4 separate regions of the Sus scrofa genome follow, and all the other regions are linked to region 3. Evidence: chromatin contacts called from public HiChIP or PLAC-seq and promoter capture Hi-C data. All regions are on one chromosome and are shown on one strand. The core of a region is the stretch at or near the end of the contact, and the rest is flanking DNA. Distances in the headings are between cores, read along the strand shown.

Evidence for each region. Promoter capture Hi-C pulls out the DNA fragments that hold promoters and counts their contacts. HiChIP or PLAC-seq counts read pairs in DNA pulled down with a chosen protein or histone mark.
Region 1: a contact with region 3 is called in an H3K27ac HiChIP or PLAC-seq map of alveolar macrophages. The contact joins the promoter of CYP3A46 here to the promoter of ZNF655 in region 3. A contact is called at or near these places in 1 of 5 promoter capture datasets (liver), 1 of 47 Hi-C or Micro-C datasets (skeletal muscle) and 1 of 2 datasets of contacts at active chromatin or transcription factors (alveolar macrophages).
Region 2: a contact with region 3 is called in an H3K27ac HiChIP or PLAC-seq map of alveolar macrophages. The contact joins the promoter of CYP3A29 here to the promoter of ZNF655 in region 3.
Region 4: a contact with region 3 is called in a promoter capture Hi-C map of liver, with 5 times the contacts expected there. The contact joins the promoter of BUD31 here to the promoter of ZNF655 in region 3. A contact is called at or near these places in 1 of 5 promoter capture datasets (liver), 1 of 47 Hi-C or Micro-C datasets (embryonic fibroblasts) and 1 of 2 datasets of contacts at active chromatin or transcription factors (alveolar macrophages).

Annotation. Positions count from the first base shown.
Region 1 is chr3:6,676,554-6,679,253 of Sscrofa11.1, forward strand. CYP3A46 (cytochrome P450 3A46) reads left to right here and starts at 1,358. Exons shown (of 16, transcript NM_001134824.1): 1 at 1,358-1,481. The coding sequence starts at 1,411.
Region 2 is chr3:6,737,179-6,739,878 of Sscrofa11.1, forward strand. CYP3A29 (cytochrome P450 3A29) reads left to right here and starts at 1,324. Exons shown (of 15, transcript NM_214423.1): 1 at 1,324-1,457. The coding sequence starts at 1,387.
Region 3 is chr3:6,503,260-6,506,046 of Sscrofa11.1, forward strand. ZNF655 (zinc finger protein 655) reads left to right here and starts at 1,449. Exons shown (of 3, transcript XM_021086134.1): 1 at 1,449-1,567; 2 at 2,551-2,713. The coding sequence starts at 2,578.
Region 4 is chr3:6,353,829-6,356,543 of Sscrofa11.1, forward strand. BUD31 (protein BUD31 homolog) reads left to right here and starts at 1,421. Exons shown (of 6, transcript XM_003124311.4): 1 at 1,421-1,751. It overlaps PDAP1 (28 kDa heat- and acid-stable phosphoprotein), which reads right to left and starts at 1,385. Exons shown (of 6, transcript XM_005661875.3): 1 at 1,280-1,385. The coding sequence starts at 1,292.

The DNA.
Region 1 (2,700 bases), core at 108-2,607, 170 kb after region 3:
TATATCGTCCATGGTTCTCTGCCAAACAGATGCAAAACTTGGTTCAGAGGGATACTAATGAGCCAGAGGAATCTCAGGACTTTCAGTCCTTGATTCTCTCCCATCAGGTGTATGGCAGGGGCTCTCAGGTGACACCAGCTTCTCGCTGTCTATTGGCCTCCTCCTACCAGCTGCATTTGAAAATACCCCACCGGTCAAAAAGCAGGAAGCCATCCAATCTGATGCCCTTTGCCCTGGAGAAAACCCTCCTGCCAACTTTTTGGAGACCTTTGTGCTATATTAGCTACATCCCTGGTGGATAACGAGGTTGAAGTCCACTTGGCCACTGGGCCGCTTTTCCTCTGCTGTTATTGAACTGGTGGTTTTCCCACAAAGAGGGGCCATTTTTGTTTTAGACTCTGTCTAACTCTCTGTCGACTGCGGCCCTGTCAGTGGGACAGGAGCCACCCTGAATTGCTACACCACCATCTCCTCCACGCCCTGCCTCTCCCTTGGGGGCCTCCTGTCAACAGAATCCTGATAGATGGTCCTGAATGTGCAGAGATGGTGGCCAAGGCCCATCCAGGATCTCTTGTTGTGTTAACAATCCAGGAAGATGGTGCAGTCACCAAAGAACCACAGGGAAAGAACAGGCAAGGGCCCACCAGTCTCACCTCCACAAACTCAATTCCACCAATCTTTCTGGATGCCTACTCTGTAGAAAGCACTGTGCTAGGTACCAGGGACATAAGGGTGACAAATACCCAGATGTGCCCAAGCTCTCCATCTGTAAGGGAACTAGCTGTGGAAACCAACCATGGTCCTGGTGGATAACAGACATGTGTTCAGGGGGATAGGAATTGTCCTGAAGTGGAAGCAGTTATTCCTGCTCGAGTAGGTTGTTTAGAAATGTCTCTGAGGACAGAATAGTTTTTTTTTGAGCTGGGATTTGAAGAATGAGTAAGTGCCTTATTGGGGAAGTAAGGGTATTTCTAGGCAGAGGAAATGGCATGGGTAAAGATTTATAGACCTAGGTTGCATGGAGGATTTAAAGTATTTTGGAGTGCAGGCAGCTTAAGGGAGACATGACATTTTATAGGAGATTAATGGCTAGTGGTTTTATTTGAGTTCTGTAACCTTTGGACTTACTGATAACACTTATTGAGTTGTTATTGAATTCTCACAGAATATGAGTTCAAAGGAGGTCAAACTTGAGTGTCCATGGTGCTTTGCCAACTCTCAAGGGGGGAGGGCTCCTGCAGGAAAAGCACTGGTGTATTTTCACTGGCTGCAACCCCAGCTCCACCCACTTCCCAGCATATAAATCTTTCAGCCTCAGCGAGTCATCACTGGGTGTGAAAGCAGCAGGCAAAGCACAGCACAACCAGCTAAAAGGAAAATCCGAGGAGAGAATCACGGAGGACAGTGGCCATGGACCTGATCCCAGGCTTTTCCACAGAAACCTGGGTTCTCCTGGCTACCAGCCTGGTGCTCCTCTATCTGTGAGTAGCCGTCCAGACTTGTCTGCTCTGTTCCCTTGGCCTTAGGTGCTAATCAGGTCTCCCTTTCCCTTTACTGATTTGAAGATCAGATTTAATGGAGGGAAGGGTGCTTAAGCTGTGGGTCCACAAACAGCAAAGGGAGTATTATTGATATTATTGACATTGACTCAGTCCCGTGGAAGGAGTAACCAACCTCCTGCCCCCAAGTGCCTATTTTCTGTAGTTGGCAGAGTTTAGTGACATTATTTGCTCCCAGGGAAGATCTTCTGATGGACGACCCGTTTCCATGGACCAGAATCCACCAGAGGAAGATTTTAACCAATGGGTCCCTGTGCAGTGGGGTACCCTCCCCTTCCCAAGCTCTGGGGGTCCTGGAGACATGAAGTCAACCGGGTTTTTGTTCCATTGTCTTCACCTTCTGGGTTCTGGGTCTGCTACCAGAGATGTGTAGAGCAGCTGGGCCCTGTGTCACTCAGGGGTTCCTGGTCCCATTTCTCCTACCCCAGGTGTCATTCACATAAGGCACCTGGTCACCCAGGGGCTGGAGACATTGCCCGTCTCTTAGACTCAGCTTCCCCCCCCACGCCATGCCCCCTCTTTGGCACTCATCTCTAAGGGTGCCATCCTCCCACTCTTTCTATGCCCAACTCTCTAGCCCCCAAATCAGAAATCTGTAGAACAGAGGAGACTTGGCAGAAATCTGGATACTTTATTCATTTCTTTTACCTTTTCTTCCAGTATCTGAGAGAGAGAGATCGTCAACATAGAAATTTATTTTCCCTATGATATGAGATCTGCTAACAACCTACCTACAAAGGCACAAGTGCCAAACTCCAGCTCCTGTTTTTTTTCTGTTTTATTTTTTATTTATTTTTTTCAAGCAGTCTTAATTGTAATCAATTGTTATTTCCCCAATACCTTTTTTTCTACTGTTCAGCATGGTGACCCAGTTACACATACATGTCATATTTAATTATTTTTTCCCTTTAAGCACAGTATAGGACGAAGAATCACTATCGTCTAACAGAGGAATTTTTTTCAGTGGAGGGATTCCTGACATCATGGAGCAGGTTGGGAGAGAAATTCCTCTCAATGAGTGGGTAGGAAAGGCCATCTCCATATCACATTTGACCTCTATCTCAACTTCACTTTCACTAGAAAAGTGTAGGAAATCATGAACTGCATAAATATTGTTTTAATTCTTTGAAAGTAATGGTTG
Region 2 (2,700 bases), core at 74-2,573, 230 kb after region 3:
CTCTGCCAAACAGATGCAAAACTTGGTTCAGAGGGAGACTAATGAGCTGGATGAATTTCTCTCCCATCAGGTGTATGGCAGTGTCTCCCAGGTGACACCCAACTTCTAGCTGTCTATAGGACTCCTCCTACCAGCTGCATTAAAGAAAAATCCCTACTGGTCAAAGAGTGGGGCATCCAATCTGATGCCCTTTGCCCTGGATGAAAATATCATGCCAACATTTTTGAGACCTTTGTGCTGTATGAGCTACATCTCGGTGGATAAGGAGGTTGGGGTCCACTTGGCCATTGGGTTTCTTTCCTGCGTCACACCCTTCACACCCATTGTTTGAGAAGTGGTGGTCTTCCTATAGAGAGAGGTCCTTTCTTGTTTCACTTCTGTCTGACTCACTGTCTACTGCAAGACTCTCTCAGTGGGATAGAAATCAGCCCAAATTAATGTTTTTGGTATAGCTATCACCATCTCCTCCAAGTCCTGCATCTCTTTCTGGAGCCCTCTTGTCAATAGAATGCTGATGGATAATCTAGAATGTCCAGTGATGGTGGCCAAGGCCCACCAGGCCCTCTGTTGCATTAACTATCCAGGAATATGGTGTGGTCACCAAAGAGTCACAGGGAAAGGAAACACAGGGGCCCAGATTTCTCATGACGACCAATTCAAGTCTACCAACCTTTCTGATGCCCACCTCTGCTAGGTACCAAGGATGGAAGGGTGACTAATACTCAGACTGTGTCCACAACCTCGATCTGTAAGGGAACAGGTTTGGAAACAAACCAGGGTCCTGGAGGATAATAGAATTGTGCTCAGGCGGATAGGAATTGCCTAGAAGTGGAAGTGGTTATTCCTGGTAAAGGAAGCTGGTTAGGGATGACTCTAAGATAGACTATTCTTTCTGAGCTGAGATTTGAAGAATGAGAAGGTGCCTTATTGGGGAAGGAGGGGTATTTCTAGGCAGCGGAAACTGCATGGGTAAATATTTGTAGATATAGGTTGTCTGGAGGATTTCAAGTATTTTGGAGTGCAGGCAGCTTAAGGGAGACATGGCATTTTATAGGAGATTAATGGCTAGTGGTTTTATTTGAGTTCTGTAACCTTTGGACTTACTGATAACACTTATTGAGTTGTTATTGAATTCGCACAGAATATGAGTTCAAAGGAGGTCAAACTTGACTGTCCATGGTGCTTTGCCAACTATCAAGGGGGGGAGGGCTCCTGCAGGAAGAGCACTGGTGTTTTTTCACTGGCTGCAACCCCAGCTCCACCCACTTCCCAGCATATAAATCTTTCAGCCTCAGCGAGTCATCACTGGGTGTGAAAGCAGCAGGCAAAGCGCAGCACAACCAGCTAAAAGGAAAATCCGAGGAGAGAATCACGAGGACAGTGGCCATGGACCTGATCCCAGGCTTTTCCACAGAGACCTGGGTTCTCCTGGCTACCAGCCTGGTGCTCCTCTATCTGTGAGTAGCCGTCCAGACTTGTCTGCTCTGTAACCTTGGCCTTAGGTGTTAATCAGGTCTCCCTTTCCCTTTACTGATTTGAAGATCAGATTTAATGGAGGGAAGGGTGCTTAAGCTGTGGGTCCACAAACAGCAAAGGGAGTATTATTGATATTATTGACATTGACTCAGTCCCGTGGAAGGAGTAACCAACCTCCTGCCCCCAAGTGCCTATTTTCTGTAGTTGGCAGAGTTTAGTGACATTATTTGCTCCCAGGGAAGATCTTCTGGTGGACCACCCGTTTCCATGGACCAGAATCCACCAGAGGAAGATTTTAACCAATGGGTCCCTGTGCAGTGGGGGTACCCTTCCCTTCCCAAGCTCTGGGGGTCCTGGAGACATGAAGTCAACTGGGTTTTTGTCCCATTGTCTTCACCTTCTGGGTTCTGGGTCTGCTGCCAGAGATGTGTAGAGCAGCTGGCCCCTGTGTCACTCAGGGGTTCCTGGTCCCCTTTCTCCTACCCCAGGTGTCATTCACATAAGGCACCTGGTCACCCAGGGGCTGGAGACATTGCCCGTCTCTTAGACTCAGCTTCCCCCCCCACGCCATGCCCCCTCTTTGGCACTCATCTCTAAGAGTGCCATCCCCCACTCTTTCTATGCACAACTCTCTACCTCCCAAATCAGAAATCTGTAGAACAGAGGAGACTTGGCAGAAATCTGGATATTTTATTCATTTCTTTCACTTTTCCCTCCTATCTCTGGAAGGATTATCATTAACACAGAAACTTATTTTCCCTATGATATGAAATCTGCTCACGACCCATGCAAGTCCCAAACTCCAACTTGTATTATAATTATTTTTTCCCTTTAAGTACAGTACTAGACAAGGAATCACGGTCATCTAACAGTGTGGGATTCTTGACACCACAGAACAGGCTGGGAAAGGGATTACTTTAAAGGAGTGGGTAGGAAAGGCCCATCTCCATGTCACATTTGACTTCTATCTCAATTTCACTGTTATTAGAAAACAGCAAGAAGTCATGATGACATGAACTCTATAAATGTTTTAATTCTTGGAAAGTAACGATAGTGATTCAGGTATGTGCAACACGTTTTCTGTCTCCTGACATTTTAAAATTGATAGCTTTTAATTCATTCTTCATCATAGATTTGTTAATGATATAAGACAATTTCCCACATGTTCTTTCTAAAGGATAAAAGAGGTCTGCTTTCCAGTATTTTTGACCATAAAAGTTGGTA
Region 3 (2,787 bases), core at 199-2,698:
TGGTTAGCAAACACAACTAGAATCTGTGAGGACGCAGGTTCGATCTCTGGCCTTGCTCAGTGGGTTATGGATCTGGTGTTGCTGTGAGCTGTGGTGTAGGTCATAGACGAGGCTCAGATCCCGTGTTGCTGTGGTGTAGGCACAAGACAAAATAAAACAAACAAAAAAATGCAGTGCATCTTCTGTGACGCCTATACCTTTGTGCAGAGACGCTATAGACTAGAGAGATTGTTTCATGGTAGGAAGTTGCTTTAGATGAATGATACCAAGGAGGAAAGAAAGGGAAGGCATATCAGAATATCCCAGAGGCTCGTTTTTTTTTTTTTTTAATCTTTTTCTAGGGTGCACCCATGGCATATGCAGGTTCCCAGGCTAGGGGTCTAATCAGAGCTGTAGCCACTGGCCTAAGCCAGAGCCACAGCAACTGGGATCCAAGCTGCTTCTGCGACCTACACCACAGCTCCCTGCTACGCCCGATTCTTAACCCACTGAGCCAGGCCAGGGATCCAACCCACAACCTCATGGTTCCTAGTCGGATTCGTTTCCACTGAGCCATGACGGGAACTCCAAGGCTCATAGCGTTTAAAAAAAAACATATAGAATGTCACACTTGGTTGTGATTATATTTAATGGAAATGTCAAGTATCATTAAAGGAAAATATCTGATTTGTGAACTTAAACAAAGGAGCAGTATCTACTGTTCCTTCCAAATCACCGTTTTGATTCCTCAGGCGACTTTCCAGTCCCTGGCAGGTCTAGTTGCACCACAGGACATCACATTCTCTAAGGAGCTAGGCAGTCATAATGCCCTAGGGGCTTCGTGTAGCCTTGGCCCTGCCTGTCCACGTGCTCCGTGCTTTATCTAGCCCTGCTTCTTTCTGCACAGCCCAGTCTTTCCAGCAGGAACGCACCTCTCTTGCGATCGGTGTCTTTCTTTCACCCCAATTTGCTCAACGCTCCCACCTTCCCCCAAGAACTGTAGTATGTTCCGATCCTACGATTCTCTGTGGTTCTCCGGCCATCGAAACACCTCCAACCCTCGCTTGAAGCGGCGTGCTTGGTGCCCCTGCGTAAGCTCCCAACCGGCTGACTCACGGACATCGGACCCTAGGGTCCGCCCCCGTGCTCGTCCCCGACACGCACCCAGGCGGAAGGGACCCCACTCCGCGGGGAGGCTCGGGTGTTGGCTGGAGCTGGGCAAGGGCCAGCGGGGGGCGCTTTCCCACGTCCGGGGCTGGCGCGGTCATTACTGGTTTACTGGCTACAGAGTGGGCAGCGGGGTCAGGAGGGCGGTGAGGCCGGCAGAAGACCATGGCAAAGCCTCCCCGACGAGCCGCAGCCGCGCCCGCGCCCCTCATCCGGGGCCCTCCTCCCGCCCGCTCTTCCGGGGCCCTCCTCCCGCGCCCTCATCCGGGGCCCTGCCCCCGGCAGCGGACACCGCCCCCGGAAGTGCCACCGAGAAGCGCCGGCCTCCGAGCGGGCTAGAGCGACCCCCGAAAGGCAAGGCCGGCCCCGCGAGCCAGGGTGTCCGCGACGGGACGGCCGCCTGGCCCGCCCCTCCGCTCGGGTGAGTCCCCGGAAGCCGTTCTGGGGCGGCGGTGGGCCGGCCTCTTACCGAGCCTCCCGGGGAGGAGGAGCAGGAGGAGGCTCCCGTCCCCAGGAGAGCGCGGGGCCGGGCCGCCCGGGCCCGTTACGCTTCGGTCGGGCTTCGCCCCGACGCCTCGCGGGCCGAGGGCCCCGCCGTCAGGACCCGGTGACCGTGCCCTGCTGTGAGCGGGGTGTCTGCGGCCCGCTTCGCCCTTGGGGGCCCGTGTCTTGAGCTGCCCGGGAAGCGGGAGGAGGGCAGCGCCGGCCGAGGCCTTCTGAGGGCCTTTCCCAGGGGGTGGAGGGGGGACGGCACCCTGTCCCTGTCGCGTCCTTGCGTGTGAAGGACAACCTGTCAAACCTGTTTGAGTCGCAGCCCTTCCCCGGTTACTGTCAGGATGGTGGGAAGGGCCTGCCTTCCCGGCCTGGGTTTCCGAAGGGTCCGACCCCCGCGCCCCCACCCCCGGCCCCACCGTGGAATGTGGTTGTTAGGGGTCGAGTCCCTTCCGTAATTCAAAGTGGGCGGACACGTGCTTGCCAGGTAATTGCTCAGGGGCCTGCTTGAAAAACCAGTGACGAATCGTAGCTAGTGTGTCTGTCTCAGCCTGGCGAGAAGTTTGTAAATGCCGAGCATTTTAAATTTCCGCAGAAACCTTTCCACTATGAAATTGTGCCTTCTTGATTAAAAAAAAAAAAAAAAAAAAAAAAAAAAGCCACAGATTCTGAATGAGTGGAGTTCACGTAAACCTGCAGACTCGGACCCTTAAATATTTAAAAATGGGACCTTAAATATTTAAAAATGCAAGATACTCCTTTTTTTTTGTGCTGTTTGGGTTAGGTCAGTCATTATTAACGATTTTTTATTAGGTATCTGCAGTGTGTAAGGTACTTTGCTAAGTCCTGAGGGTGTAGGATGACGGGCTGTTTTCACTTGTCACAGTAATTTCTCCTCCTCTCACCCTGCAGTGATGGTCCTTGTCCTCCAGCACAGGGATGGAGGAACTATCGGCCCAGGAAACAGCAGGATCTCCAAGGGTCCCGTTTCAGCCTTTGGAGGCCTACGCTGAGGGTCTGTCCCCAACACCTCAGTTCGTGCAGGACACCGACATGGAGCAGGGGCTCACTGGGGGTAAGGCCGAGAGAGCACTCGCATCCAGGAGAATGGGAGTGTGGACGGGCTCCTGGGCCGGGTGTCAGAGAGGC
Region 4 (2,715 bases), core at 171-2,670, 150 kb before region 3:
CCATATTTAGGGTTTCCTAACTGTGACCGCCCCACCTTAACGCAAATTATCTATCTAGTAAGACTCTTAAAACCAGAACTCTGGAGCTGGAAGAGCTCATGGAGTACCCTCCTTTTGCAGGAGACTGAGGAACACAAGAGACATGGCTTTTTCCTACCATGGAATAAACCAGTAGAGAGCTAGGTTTAAAGGGATTCAGCACTGTAAACCCCAATTATCTCTGGGAGTAGAGAATCAGGAAATCATTTAGGTTTGAAAAGACTCCAAGCAGATCTTCCTGTGGGCTGATGCATCTTAATCAACATGACACACAAGCGACCAATATTAACTGAACATCTGTTCCATGCAGAAGGTGGCCAGGCACCATGCGTGCTCTATAGTTTTATGACCCCGGCCCCAATTCTCCAAGCTAAGAATTATTAGACAGGTGTTCCAGATGGGGAAAACAGGCTGGAAAAAGTTAAATAACTTGTTCAAGGCCACAAGATTAGATAGTAACACAGCTGGGCTTCAAGTCAAGAGCTGTTGACTCTTACGGGGAAGAGGATGGAGGACCGTCTACAATGGACTGGGAAGCCAGGGATGCTTTACCTTCTTGGCCGAAGAACTGGCAAAGTCTTACAAATAACAATAGTTAATGCTAACGGGGCACTTAAAGACTGTCCTGCACCGTACTGCACCCTCCACGTGGGTTACCTAACCTAGTTTAAGTCTCCCATCAGTATTATGAGGTAGGTACACTCCTAACCACTACCTCCAAGGGACAATACTAAGACACGGTTAGGTTAACCAACTGGCTCTAAGGCACACATCGAGCCGCTGCCGAACAGAGCAGTCAAAACTAGGTCTCGCAGGCTTAAGAACATCAAGTTAGGTCGCAGTAGGCAGGCCTGGCTAGCCCGGAGCCCACGTTTTATGCGCGAGGCAGGCGGGCCCGGCACCGGCGCGGGACGCGGTGACTCAGTCTCCGGCGAGCCTGAAAGCGGGAGGACCTCCAGACCCCCCAGGCCAGAAGAGCGCTCTAGATCGGCCTTCCGCGTCGGCGAGGACCCAGAGCCTCCAAGTTCCCTCGGACCCCCGAGGGAGTGGCTCGAGGCCCCCACAGTCCTCAGTTTCCCCAGTGGGACAATTGGGCGTCGAGGCCCAGGCCTGGCCCTCAGTCGGCGCGGACGTCCTCTCTCTGCGCCGCTGGCCGAGAGGCCCGCGGGCTGAGTGGACAGCGGGAGCCTGACTCGGGCAGCTCCACTAGGCCCTCCGGCCACGCGCGCCCGCCCCTCACCTCCTTTAGGCATCTCGGCTCCGGCGGCTGCGGCGGCGGCGCCTCGAACTGACACCGGAACCGGAAATGCCTCGGGCTCGACTTCTTCCGCCCGGCCAGTTCCCCCCCCCACCCCGCCCTCCCTTCACGCCCCGCCGCCGCCGCGAGGACCGGGGACCTCAGGGAGGCCAGACTGTCCCACGCGCCGCCTGAGCCGGGGCTCGCCCGCCCGCTGCCGGGCAACAGAGCTCGTAGTCCCTCTACCCCCGGCCAGGGGAGGCGCGTGAGCCTGCCAGTCACCCCCGGGAAGCGAGGGCAAAAGGAAAGAGCGGCTCTGGAATTCTATACAGGCAGAGATGCGGACACCTAAGAAAACAGCGCAATCTCCACGCCTGTTGGGGCGGGGCTCTGCGAGGACCTCATCCTGAAGTGATCGCCTGGGAAGCCGAGGCGTTGGTTAAAGAAGGGGTAGCCGACGGCGACGGAGGTTTTGGTGTGTGTTTTTACTCTGTTCTCGGGTGTCTTGGTAGCGGCTGGGGCCGGGGATCGGAGGTCTGCGTTGGCCCAGAGAGCGATCTAAACAGCTGAACTGGGATGGGTTCGGGCCTCTGGACCAAGCGGTCGACGTGAGTTCCCGAGAAGAGGCGGCTCCTTGCTGGTTTGGCCGGAAGGATGGGAGGTTTGGGGGTTCTCTTTTAGGCTTTTTTCCCTTTTTTTCCCCATGCTTTCCGCCGAGAACGTTTTTTTTTAAATATTGCTTATTTTTGTAAGCCCGATTCAGAAGCTGTCGTCTTTCTGAGCCTTTCTTAACTACCCGGGCTGTAAGGTCTTCCTCCCTTCCTCTGAACGCCTTTCCGCTCGTCGCCTCTCCCGAGCGCTACCACCTCTTTACCGCCCCACACCTGCTGCTTCTTGCTCTAGTTACCTCTTATTTGTTGCCTCCCCTGGGAGGCCTCCTCTGACTCCCAGGCTGGACCAGGCCCTCAAATCTCCTGGGTCACAGCAAAGCGGTCATTCCTCTGTGTTTGTCCTCCCAGCCGGTGCGCGTTGGGACACGGACCAGATTCCATCCATCTCTAGCTTCCGAGCGGGGAGACCAGTACAGAGACCTCTGATCTGAGAGTCAGGAGCCCCTGACAGAGTCAGACTCTGCTAGTTCTCAGGCCTGTGCGATCCTGAGTTTTCCTCTTGTTAATCGGTCCTCATCTGTAAGGTTGTTTCTGAGAATTCTTGAAAGGACGGGGGGCGGGGCTTTGTGAACTTGTCAGGCCTACAAGTAACTGAACGAATTTGGGAGAGGGGAGTCTGGTATGCTTAAAAATAAAAGATAACTAACCTGAGTTTTCTTTGCCAGCCAAGAGATGCTATGTGGTTTGATAATGATTTCCTATGTAAGATTTGGAGTGGTCCATTGTATGGGCTTTACATGACTTGCCTTTCTGTAGTATGCTTGTTGG